Regions from separate parts of the Oryctolagus cuniculus genome. Here region 1 is linked to region 2. Evidence: chromatin contacts called from public Micro-C data. All regions are on one chromosome and are shown on one strand. The core of a region is the stretch at or near the end of the contact, and the rest is flanking DNA. Distances in the headings are between cores, read along the strand shown. Region 1 holds the start of HECA (hdc homolog, cell cycle regulator). Region 2 holds the start of CITED2 (Cbp/p300 interacting transactivator with Glu/Asp rich carboxy-terminal domain 2).

The links. A called contact is a pair of places that touch in the nucleus more often than the background predicts.
Region 1: a contact with region 2 is called in a Micro-C map of ear pinna, with 3 times the contacts expected there. The contact joins the promoter of HECA here to the promoter of CITED2 in region 2. A contact is called at or near these places in 2 of 6 Hi-C or Micro-C datasets (ear pinna and embryonic fibroblasts).

The regions. Positions count from the first base shown.
Region 1 is chr5:29,696,509-29,702,056 of mOryCun1.1, forward strand. HECA (hdc homolog, cell cycle regulator) reads right to left here and starts at 2,651. Exons shown (of 4, transcript XM_070073498.1): 1 at 2,141-2,651. The coding sequence starts at 2,408.
Region 2 is chr5:29,479,492-29,485,836 of mOryCun1.1, forward strand. It overlaps CITED2 (Cbp/p300 interacting transactivator with Glu/Asp rich carboxy-terminal domain 2), which reads left to right and starts at 4,954. Exons shown (of 2, transcript XM_017345399.3): 1 at 4,954-5,387; 2 at 5,822-6,345. The coding sequence starts at 5,830.

The DNA.
Region 1 (5,548 bases), core at 1,401-3,900, 210 kb after region 2:
GTGCTCCAGGCCAGGGCTCTAACCCGGCACGCCACAGTGCCGGCCCCTGCTGCCTCTTTCTTTAAAAATTCACCAGTGCCATCCTTCTCACACTCCTATGTTATAAAGCATGGCTTTAAATAGCCAAAAAACAGTAACAGAGCATTTATGATTTCCATATTCACTGATGTGCATGCCAGAGGCATGCTGAGTGATCAACTGCAGAGCTGCCATGAGGAGCTTTCAAACTAAGGTGAATCATTCACCGAGACTTGAGAAGCAAGAGTCAGCATCATAAAATTCAGCCCACCAACATTCTCACGTCTGCACTTTCTGTGACCCTGATGACAGCAATGTTCGGCCCATTTCTCTCCCCCTGCCACTCACTGAATAAAACACGTTCCAATACAGAAACACATAGCTTTACACAAATCTATACAATACTGGGACATTTTCCGAGTCTGCCCCCTCAGAGGAGAGTAACAACAGGGGAACCATACAATGTTCATGAACTAGGAAGTGCCACCTGCCAAAGAAAAAACTTCCTCACGCTCCTTTAAAGTGGTCTCCTCTTGTGGGTCAGAAAATAAAGAAGAAAAAAGAAAACAACCAACTGGAAGCTTCCATCTAAAGCAAAAAATAGCAAAGTAAACCAGAACCACCACCCCAACAGGAGTGTAAGCACCATGAGGGCCGGAAAGGCTGGACTTGACTCCTTTCCCTTAGTAACTCAGTACCTGTTATGATGGTGTTAGCAGTGGTTACTGTTTTTTGAGTGACTAAATAACGGCTGTCATTCACTGATCACCTGCTCTTGAGGAACTTCACTGAACTGTCGTCACCTTACCAGAGCCCACACTGAGCACCTGACAGGCAAGGAGCACTGGGCACGCCTCCACGGCCCTAGGAGCGGCCGGTGTCATTTTCCCTGTCAGTTTTACAGATGTGGAAATTAAGGCTCACAAAGATTGACCTTCCCAAAGCTTTAAAGGTTGAGCCAGGAGTCTGCCTTAACCAGAGTGTGGGCACCTTCCTCTCTGTCACATCTGTACCAAAGTGAGGGTTACAGCTATGGGGGGGGGGGGGGGGGGGCAGAAAGATCGCAGAGAACACGGGCTGTCCCAAAGCTGTTTCAGCAGATATTCACAAAGCGGCTAAGTTTGCTCCTGAACACAAATAATCTTCCTATTTCAGTACCGTAGAGATACAACCAAAGGGGCCTGGGGCTCTGCTACTAATAAGCCCCATGTAATCTCTGTGTTCTGAGCACGGTGGGGTTCTTGTCCAGTGCAGGTGCCCGTTCAAAGTGACTGATCTACATTAAAAAATGGCTCCAGAAGCTGAAAGCTGTGCGTTAACATCCAGATATAAAGGTCCTCATCTCCCGTCATTAAAATATACCTACATTCTCTTTCCTGAAAAAGTGCCCGACCAGAGGAATTCAAAGACCTGCCCGCCTCAGTGGAAGTGTTCGCCCAGCACCCCACAACGAAAACCAAGTCTCCGCACTGCGACCACAAACCCTCCCCACGTCGGCTATTCCCAACGTGTTCCCCTGAAAGGCGGATTCCGGCACTCCCTACGATTACTCGGTTTCCTTCGAAAAACGCCAAGCCGTATTCTATACGGAACGATCGTGTTCACCTCCAAGCTGGGGACGGAAGTCAAGTTCAGATTCCCTGGCTTCCTCGAGCAAGAGCAATCCCCTCACCCCCCACACAAGTCACAGAGACGAACGCCCTACAGCAGAAATGGCTCCCGGCCTGTCCACCTGTGGCCCTCAGGACGGCGAGCCTGGATTTGCCGGGAATTAGGCGGAGGGGTGGGGGTGGGCGCCAGGGAGAATGCACGGGAGCCCAAGTTTTCAATAGGATCATTCTTCTCAACTCGGGCAGCTCTTTCCTTCCTTCCTTCCTTCCCCGGCCAGGGCTCTGCCCGCGCTGCCCACAGCCGGGCACCCGGACGCCCCTCGGAGCCTACGGACCCCGGGCCGGGGCCGCCGACCAGGGCTCGCAGTCAGGCGTGGGGACCGCGGCGGGGCGGAGGGGCGGGGTGCGTACTTCCTGACTCTCGCATTGTCCACGCATCGCCCGCGCCACCCCGGGGCCCGCCACCGCGCGGGGCCAAGTCGGCGAGGAACTTGGCGCCCGCCCCGGCTTACCGTTCTTGGCGTCGCCCGCGGCTGCAGCGCCCGCGGCGGCCGCAGCGTTCGCGGCGCCAGCGCCCGCGCCTCCGGTGCCCGCCGCGCCTCCGGTGCCCGGCGCTCCCGCCGCCGCCCCGCAGCCCGCCGCCGCCGCCAGGGGCCCCCCGGCCGCCGCGCCCGCCGCACCCGCGACCGCGAGGGCCCCGGCTCCATTTTCCTGCTCGTCCCCGCTGCTGTTGGCGCGTTTGTTTTTGCGGCCGCCTTTGCTGTTTTTGGGGTTGGGCATCTCGCGAGCGAGCTAGCGTCCAGGTGCCCCGCGTCAGCGCCCGGAGGCGCGCGGGGGCCGGCGGCTCCTCAGGCTGCCCCGTCTAGCCGCGCGGCCCGCGCCGCGCCATCCCGGCCGCCGGGCGGCCACCCGAGCCTCGCAGGCGCCGCGGGCTCGGGGCGCGAGCGAGACGCTCCCGAGGCGGAGGGAAAAGGCGGGTCTCCGGCTTGTTTTGATTCGGCTGCGCTGACACGCTCTGGGCCCGCCCGCCGCCCGTGACGACACTGGGGCTTCGGCCTGGCCGCGCCCACCAGGTGACCTCACGGCGGCCCGGGCGCCCGCCTGACGTCACGCCCCACGCGGAGCCGGCCCACCTCGAGTGACGTCATCTTGGCGCCCTCAGCGCCGGGGCTTGCGGGGTCCGGGAGTCTTCTCGCAGGGCAGTTCCTGAGGCTGCCCAAAGGGCCGATACCGTGGCTCTGAACTTAGGCGGTGGCTTCCTGACCTTGACATTAATGGAGACTTAGAACAATATGGCCTGGCCACAGAGGCAGGTGGCTGGATCAGGCTCCGCAAACCAAAGGATTTCGGATTGTAATGCATTCAAGGGCTCGCACACAGTGGGCGTCAACAGCAGGGTCCCGACATGGAAGCCGGCTGGGTCTGAAGAGGATGGGTCCATGCCCCACAGGGCCCACTGTTCAGGGCTGTGACTCCTTGCTGCCTGCGCCGGCGAAGCAGGCCCTTCCTAGGAGAACCCCAGTCCATGTGGGTAACACTGAGGCATCCCGTGCTGAGTTGGAGAAGATGGGAGATGCCGCCAGTGAAGGAAGCGGCGAGCTGAGAGCGGGGAACCACTGGAGAGTCTGCAGTTCTTGGATTTTCCCTTTCACCTGCCCGACCTTCAGATACCTAGAGCACTTCCTACGGGTTAGCACAGACACACCCTTCGGAAAGAGCGGTGAAGGCTGGTTATTTCCTCCCCATCTCTACATCCGCTGTGTGTGTGTGTGATTGCTTCTGTCTGGTCTGTCTCGCACTCGAGAGAAACTTCCACAGATGAGAGCTGTTACCTGGCGTGGGCCCCTCAGGGGAGTTACGTGTACGTCTTGGATATATCATTTTCCCATGAACTAGGATGGAAAGACTATTTTTAGCTGACAGTGTTACCATACCTCCCCCCACCCCCATCCCCCCATCGTATAATCTGCTTTAATTAGCCCAGTTCTCCAGTCAAGGCTCTGTGGCTGTGCCCTAAAGCTGTGAGACAAAGCAGTACAGGGTGGAGTCCCCTGCCCGAGCGCACCTGCTGGGGAGGATTCTGATGGCGAGCTGTGGCCAGCCATAGCAGAGCCCAGAGTAGCACAGAGAAGCATTCAAGAGCCGTTTTAGAAGAAAAATGAGGAAACTTTTAATTCCCCAGTGTAATATATAGCAGGCGTCTTGAAAAAGTTCATGGAAATGTGTATGAGGAAAAAAGCTATGTATGGATTTCAAGATTTTTATACCAGGGCGGTGCTGTGGCTTAGCCGGTAGAGCCACTGTCTGCGGTGCTGGCCTCCCATATGGGCGAGGTTAAGGTCCCAGCTGCTCCACTTCTGATGCAGGTCCCTGCTAATGTGCCTGGGAAAGCAGCACTCCTGGCTTCCTTGCAGGCATTTAGGGAGTGAATTAGCAGGTGGAAGATTTCTCTGTCTCTCCCTCTCTGTAATTCGGCTTTTCAAGTAAATAAATAAATTAAAAAAAAAGATTTTTACACCAAAAGTACCTCTCTTGAACTCCATTTTCCACAACTTTTTGAAATATCTTCATCTTAGAGAAAAGAGAGCCCTAGTCATAGATATTCTGTACACGTTTGTTCACATCTCTTTCTTCCCCACCTCAGTATCCCCTAAGCCACAGTGCCCCTTCAATACAATGTTGCTGAACAGAGGATACCTTAAGCACTCTTCTGGCTACATTTTCCAGAAGCTAAATGTCTCAACTAAATCATCAATTCTCTAGCAAGAGGAAGTCTCTCTGACCCCAAAGTTAGACTTGTTCTGATGGACTCCCCATACGCTCCTCACCTCCACAGTTTGCCCATAGTGTTGAAAAAGCCTTTTACTGTCTCTTGTCTGGGCTCCCACCAGACTGTAAGATCAGGAATAGCAGAAACTGTCTATGTCATTGTATGTGTGATACAATGCCTAGCACAGTGCCTGGTACACAGTATGTGCTTAATAAATGCATGATACATACATGAATAAATGAATCAGTAGATAGTTCTTTGGAGGTAGATGTATCAGGATATGGTGACCATGTATACAGGAGAGATGGAGGAGAATGTAAGAAAGTTCTGAGAACTGGAGGCAATGATATGATTCAATGAAGACTGCAGCTTGAGTGAGAACCGAAGTTATGGAGGAAGATAATGAATTCATGTTGAATTTCATTACTGATACACCTCACTGGAGGTGGTTGAGAGACCTCAAAATATTTCGGTGACATTAGCTATGGTTTTTCTTTTTTTCTTCTTTCGTTTTTTTAAAGCGGTGAAGATGATGTTTTGGGCTGAAGTACAAGACGATGGAGGTAATTATTTTCTTGAGTAAGCACGTAGCTGTCATGCCATATTGAACAGAGTACATGTGCATGTACCCTGCAGACAGACATTCACACCAGCTGCCTCCCACCTCTACATAACTGAGGCTTAAGACTTGGATGCCTGCCCATCAAAATATCGTAATTGGCTGAGAGCACACAGACATCCAGCCAGTTGCTGTTCTGCTTAATTGTGTGAGCCACCTCCTTCTCATTCAAGCTGCAACAAAATCAAAAGGAGGAAGGAGCGCTTAGGCCGCTTCTTCCATGCTCACCCTAGCTAGTCTATTTTTAGCCTTAGTCAAATGTGATGCAGAGGCCATGGTTCTGATATGATTGCAATAAAGGCAGGATAGTTGATATAAAATCAAGATGTCTGAAACAAAATGTAGGGGAAATTAAAGGACTCCATTTCCTACATTCTATTCGATGTGTGGGATTTCACAGGCGTTCTTTTCTTTCTCCTTTTTCACATCATTTCTGAAGATAAGGGGAGGATTCCAGGGAGAGAGAACCTCCTGAAAAAGCAAAGGATGGCAGATGGTGAGAAGGAACTCTCCCTCAGATGCTTCCAGAAG
Region 2 (6,345 bases), core at 3,704-6,203:
TCTGGCTGTTGCGACCATTTAGAGAGGGAACCAGAGGATGGAAGACCTTTCTCTCTGTAGCTCTACCTCTCAAATAAATAAATAAAATCTTTGGGGGAAAAAAATAGGAGGAAATTGGGACACACAGGAGAGACACTAGAGTTTCACAGACACAGAGAAAAGTCCACATGAGGACACAGCAAGGAGACAGCCATGAACAAGCCAAGTAGAGAGGCCTCAGAAGCCACCAGACCTGCCAACACCTTAACCTTGGATTTCCAGCTCCCAGAACTGTGAACAACTTAATTTTTATTGTTTAGCACCAGCAAACGATTACAAGGTTGACTTCATTCTGTGCATGACGCTGCACAGCCACTGGAGACTCACTAGGGAACCTCTGCCATGACAGAGAAGGCCACAAGAAACCACAAATACCCGTAACTCCAGCCAGAGTAGGTCATAAAGGAAGATCAGAGCAAAATGCCTTGGGAGAAGCAAGACAGCCAGAACGCTTTCCACCTGGAGGATGGGGGAAGACGTGACAAAGGAGATGTCATTTGATCCAGACCTTCAAAAACGGGTAAAATTCACATTACTGACAGCAGGAGGTGGTGGGGGATGGGCAACAAGACATTAAGAGCATAAACTAGGTACCCACAATCCCTATGAGGATGACCCCCAGCAGTCATCCACCTGAAGACAAGGTTGGAGCTTTGCAAGCCTAACTAAACATCTAACCAACATTAGAAAGTTTTATAGATAGACAGATGGTAGATGTCCTTAGGCCTCATGCTCAACCTGCCGAGTCAGGACCTCCCGGGATGGGGTCCTGGAATCTTTATTTTGACCAACTTCTCCCGTGAAACAATATCAACTTCATCAGTTTAAAAATCTCTTTTTATTACCAACATACGAATGAGTTGCATTTTATTAGGTAGAAACAAACCCATGGTTTAGAAGTGATATCTGTAGTATCACTTTGACATATGCACAGACCAGCCTTATCCAAGTTATCCAACCTGCAGGAAACATGGCGGAGAACAGAGGGCTTCTGCCCACAATGACCGCAAATTAACAGACTCTGCCTTCTTTCTCCTTGTTCTGAGAACGTGGCCACATATTTTTCTTTTTATATTGAAGGGCTTTCCTGTTCTTAAAACTCTGTGAGACTTGAAGTCCTCCTTATTAAAGTGATGAAAGTAACCCCTGCTTGAGATAATGTACTAAAAGTATCGAACACAATGGTAAATGCCACCCTTCCTCCTCACCCCCAACTCCCAATTCCACCACTCCAGTTTTCTTATGTATCTCTTGAAGCTGGGCCCTTCAGTGAGGCTTTGTGTCAGCTCAGATTTTGGCTAAAGGTGGAGGCCCACCTCTGGAAGCTCTGTTTCAGTCCAAAGGTCTCCCTAGGAGCCAGTGATTGATGGCCATGTGAGCCATCTTCCCAAACAGATCAACAGTTTCCTCCCAGTGAATGACAGGCCACAGTGCAGTCAGTGGTAAGGTGTATTTCTCTTCACCCACTGGGTTTTTCTACCTCAAACCTTGAGTGTAGCCTTCTCCAAAAAATCCTTGGCACCTGTGCTATTTTTTTTTTTTTTCATTCATGCGTCCATTCACTCACTCGTTAATCTAATCAATACACATCGTATACATGCCAAGGATTGTATCCCCTTATCCTCTCTGGACTGAACAAAGAGGCTAGGCTTCTACTCTGGTGGAGTTGCCACTCCAGGGGAGAAGGAAGTAAATTTTTCTGTGCAATATGTCAAGTGGGGATGAAGAAAATTTAAGCCACGGACAGGAATCACAAGGGCTGTTGCTACTTGGGTAGAGTAGTCAGAAAGCCCTTGGTGAGGGGGCCTTTGAGCACAGACATGGAGAATGGACAGCCTGAGCCAGCAAGACATTTGGGAAGAGTTTCAGGAAGTACCTTCCTCAGTTGCAAGGAACTTGTGTTCCTCAGGTTCTTCCGCCTACCCCCCAGGGATATTATTTGGTTATAGGATAATCGAGTTTAAATGAGGTCATTAAGACAGTTTCCAATCCAAAGGAACTAGTCTCTTTTTAGAAAGGGGGAATTTGGACAGAGAGACACACATAGGGGAAATACCAAGTAAAGAGGAAGGCAGAGATCACAGCAATGCTGCGCTGACAAGCAAGGGATGCCACAGCTTGCCAGGAAACCAAAGGCTAGAACAGGGCCTCAGAACCAACCTGCCAAAACCTTGAACTTGGACTTCTGGCCTCCAGAACTGCAAGACAATAACTTTTTGCTGAGTAAGCTTGATCAGCTTAAACAAAGTCTGTGCTACTGTGTTACAACAGTGCTGGGAAACAAACAGCACCAACTAGCACTCTTAGGGGCAGAGCCAAACCATACCATTCCCTCCCCTCCCCAAGGGTTGGGGGGGAAGTGGGGGTTCACAGCACAAACCTCTGCAGACAGGGGTAACTGCCCCCTACCGGGACTGTTTACCACCTGACATTCTCAAACCATTTCAGATAATAATACTGGCCTGATCTCTCTGAAACCAAAATGTGATCACATCTCAGTTTCACAAGCTTTCACCTGCCTCCCACAGTGTCCAGACAGAATCCAAATTTCTCAGGGCACAAAGGCTTTTAGGATCCAGCCTCTTTAATCTGTTTTCTCTCATCTTTGCATTAATTCCTGGGCCATGAGTTCCCCATGCACCTGCACCTCCCAGTTTGGTCAAACTTCTATTCTCCCTCAGGCTTTCCCAATGCATTCCCAAGCATTGGGATGCTTTCCCAATACCCCTGAGATGGTGTTAGGTGTCCCTCCTGTGCGATCTCCAAAGTCCTTGTGTTTAATGCTGTTGTGGTGTTTATCACACAGTGTCCAAGGCCTGTTTGTCTCCTCCTTTTGACCATGAGTTCCTATCTTGTATCTCCAGGCACCAAGAAAGTGCTTGGGGAGGATTCATTGGGTGGAGGAGAATCAATGAACAAAGCATGCCATGTTCCAACCAGCTGATCCCAGAACTACTTTTTTTTTTTCTTTCCGCCTTTAAGGGGTGGGGGGATGGGAGCATGACCTTTCCAGGGATTTCTCAATAGCATGTAAAACCACTGCAGCTGGATGGACTGTACCTTTCCTTAAAGCTTGCAAGAGGAATTTAGATTAGACACTCAAAAGCTGTTCCTTGTGTCGCAAGATACTGCAGTATAAGGAAGAGAAGTAAACAATCAGCCCAGCAATTTTTTTTTTCTGAGCTTGACCAATAGTTTGGAATCTATTTTGTGATAGGAAGTGGCACCATTAGGTCTGTTCCAAGCCTCTGGTTCTGTTACTGCATGTTCATGACCCACAGGTAAAGGTGTTGGGAGCAGGGTGGAACGAAATGAGGAGTGTTGCAACTAGCGATACAACAAGTCTTGTGTCCTTGTCCCCAAACAATAAATATTTTTTTAGTTTTAAAAAATATTTGCATGCACGGTTATAAACGCTGGGGACCCTGGAAGAGGAAAAAGAGGAAGACAGAAAGTAACAACTTTTTTTTTTCAATGACTAGAGAAAGACAGAGGAAGTTAATAGATGCAAATAATCAGGACTGGGTCTCACAAATGCCTGAACGGGGAAATGTTTCCGAATTTCAAGACCTCAAGAAATAGGGCCTTAAAAAAGTCTAGTGAGAAGGGAGGGGAGGCGAGGAGAGGGGGAGGGGGCTGGCTTTCGCAGCAGGAAGTCTTCGATGGCTATTGACTTGTGGAGAAACAACTCGTACTCCAGTCCTTATTCGGAGCGCTAAACTCGATTTCACAGCGTAAAGAGCAGCACCGGCGCTGGGAGCGGCCTCACTCCGGTGCCGGGGAGACGGCTCGTCCTCCCCGTCGGGAAAGCGAGAGCGCCTGCGGCTGGGCAGGCGCCCCGACCGGCCGCGGGGGTTTTATTTGCAAGTCAGCGAGCCCAGTGGGCGATGGGGCGCGCGGTGCCGCGTTCTGGAAGCTGGGTTGTTATTCTCGCTTATTGCCCCACTGCACAATTCCGAGGGAAAGCAGGCGCGCCGGCGGTGTGCGCGCGCAGGGGGCCGTACGGGACGTGCCGCTACGCGTCCACCCCAGAACCACTTGATGTGCAAAGCCATGGCCGTAGTGGTATCTCTTCGTTTGCCTCTTCCAGCAACAGCAGTCTTACTCGGCCCTCGAATTTCTTAATTACAAACCAGTCTTCTCCTAAATCAACCCTAAACCGTCAGGCAGAGCCCGGAGGGAAGCTTGTGCGAGTTTGCACACACACACACACACACACACACACACAAACACCCCACCTCCCGGATCAAGGGCAACAGCAGAAGCGAGGAACTGTGTATGTGCAAAAAGGTGGATCTGGGGACTAGGATCGCTGAGTTTGTTTACAGAGCAGAGACGCCTCAGCTCGGATGCCAAAGCTACCAAGAGCTGCAAACGCAAACTTAGCAGAAGCACACGTATCCCAGGAGCGGAGAGCAGGCTCCAAAGCGCGGCCCGGACTCCCGGCGCGGGAGCTGGGACTGCCAAGCCCGCGAGCGCGCTCGCTCCACCTGCAGCCTCTGCGGCTCCCCGCCCGCGGGCCGCTCGCCCTTGAAAGGAGTTGGGGGGTGGGGAGGCGGGGGTCGTCGGGGTGGGGGATTTACCTACACGCAGATTAAAACTAACTGCCCTCTCTGAAAACAGAAAGGCGCGGCCCGGGAAAGCGCGCGCTCGGACAGGGCATTATCTGCCGGGGGCTTTAAAAGCCAAGTCGGGGAAGCACGGCCATTCTTGGGAACCCTTGGAGAAGGGCCGCTTGGGGGAGGGCGGGGGGCAGAGCAGGGGCGCGGAGCGAGCCCCCCTTCCCGTGCAGGATAGGCCGGGTCGCTTCGGTGAGCGGGGTGGGAAGCCCGGGGATGGGCAGATCCGCCCCGAGAAGGGCGATGTGTTCTCCGAGGAGGCGCTGCCTCCACTAGGGCCGGGGAGCTAGGGAGGCTTTTTTTTTTTTTTTTTTTTCCCCTCCCCGGCCGGCGGGGCGGCGCCTGGGCCGGTAGCCTCTGCGCACGTGCGGCCGGACCCGGTCCAGGGTGCCCGGGAATCCAGCGCCCGCGTCTTCCCGCTGCCCCCCGGAGGCTCTCGCTCCGCCCTTCCTGAATCCCTTATATTAACTGTGGCCAAAGCCCGAAGAAACACAGCTCATTGTTGGCAGCTGCCGGGCGGTCCTGCCGAGCTGTGAGGGCAGCGCAGGGGGAAATAAAAGGGAACGGCTCCGAGTCTGCCCCAGCGGCCGCGGCGGAACCTCGGCGCCCCACTCCGCGAGCAGCGAGCGCCCCGCACGCCCGGGAGCTCCCCTCTATGTGCTGCTGAGCCGGTCCTGGACCGCGCGATCCCGCCCTCGGTGTTCGGAGCAGAAATCGCAGAGACGGAAGGTGAGCGCGGCGGGCGGAGCGGGCTGGGGCTCCTGCCAGCGCCGGCCTCCGAGGGCAGGGTTTGCCCGGAGGAAGAGCGCGAGGCGGAGCTGGGGAATAACAACAGGATGTGCAACAACAGGACGGCGAGGACTGCTTTCGAGCCCGAAGTTGGCGGCAGGGCTGCGGGGCACTTCCTTTATTCGGCCACTTCGGGGGGCAGAGGGCGGTGGGGGCTCGGGGGGCCCCCCGGCCCGGCCGCAGCGGGAGGAGCCGTTTGCGCAGCGCCGGGCTCTGCCGAGGGTGGCAGGTCCGCAGAGGGCGCCGGAGCCCGGGTGCACCGATCGGCTACTCGTGGGGGCCCCGGGGGCGGCGGCTCGCAGGCGAAGCGGGGCGCGCCGTGGTGGGCGACACGTGTGGCGCAGGTCTCACCCGCCGGCCCTTTTCCCTTTCAGGACTGGACATGGCAGACCATATGATGGCCATGAACCACGGGCGCTTCCCCGACGGCACCAACGGGCTGCACCACCACCCTGCCCATCGCATGGGCATGGGGCAGTTCCCGAGCCCCCATCACCACCAGCAGCAGCAGCAGCCCCAGCACGCCTTCAACGCCCTCATGGGCGAGCACATACACTACGGCGCGGGCACCATGAACGCCACGAGCGGCATCAGGCACGCCATGGGGCCAGGGACTGTGAACGGAGGGCACCCCCCGAGCGCGCTGGCCCCGGCGGCCAGGTTTAACAACTCCCAGTTCATGGGCCCCCCGGTGGCCAGCCAGGGAGGCTCCCTGCCGGCCAGCATGCAGCTGCAGAAGCTCAACAACCAGTATTTCAACCATCACCCCTACCCGCACAACCACTACATGCCGGACTTGCACCCTGCTGCAGGCCACCAGATGAACGGGACGAACCAGCACTTCCGAGATTGCAACCCCAAGCACAGCGGCGGCAGCGCGGGCGCGGGCGGCGCGGGC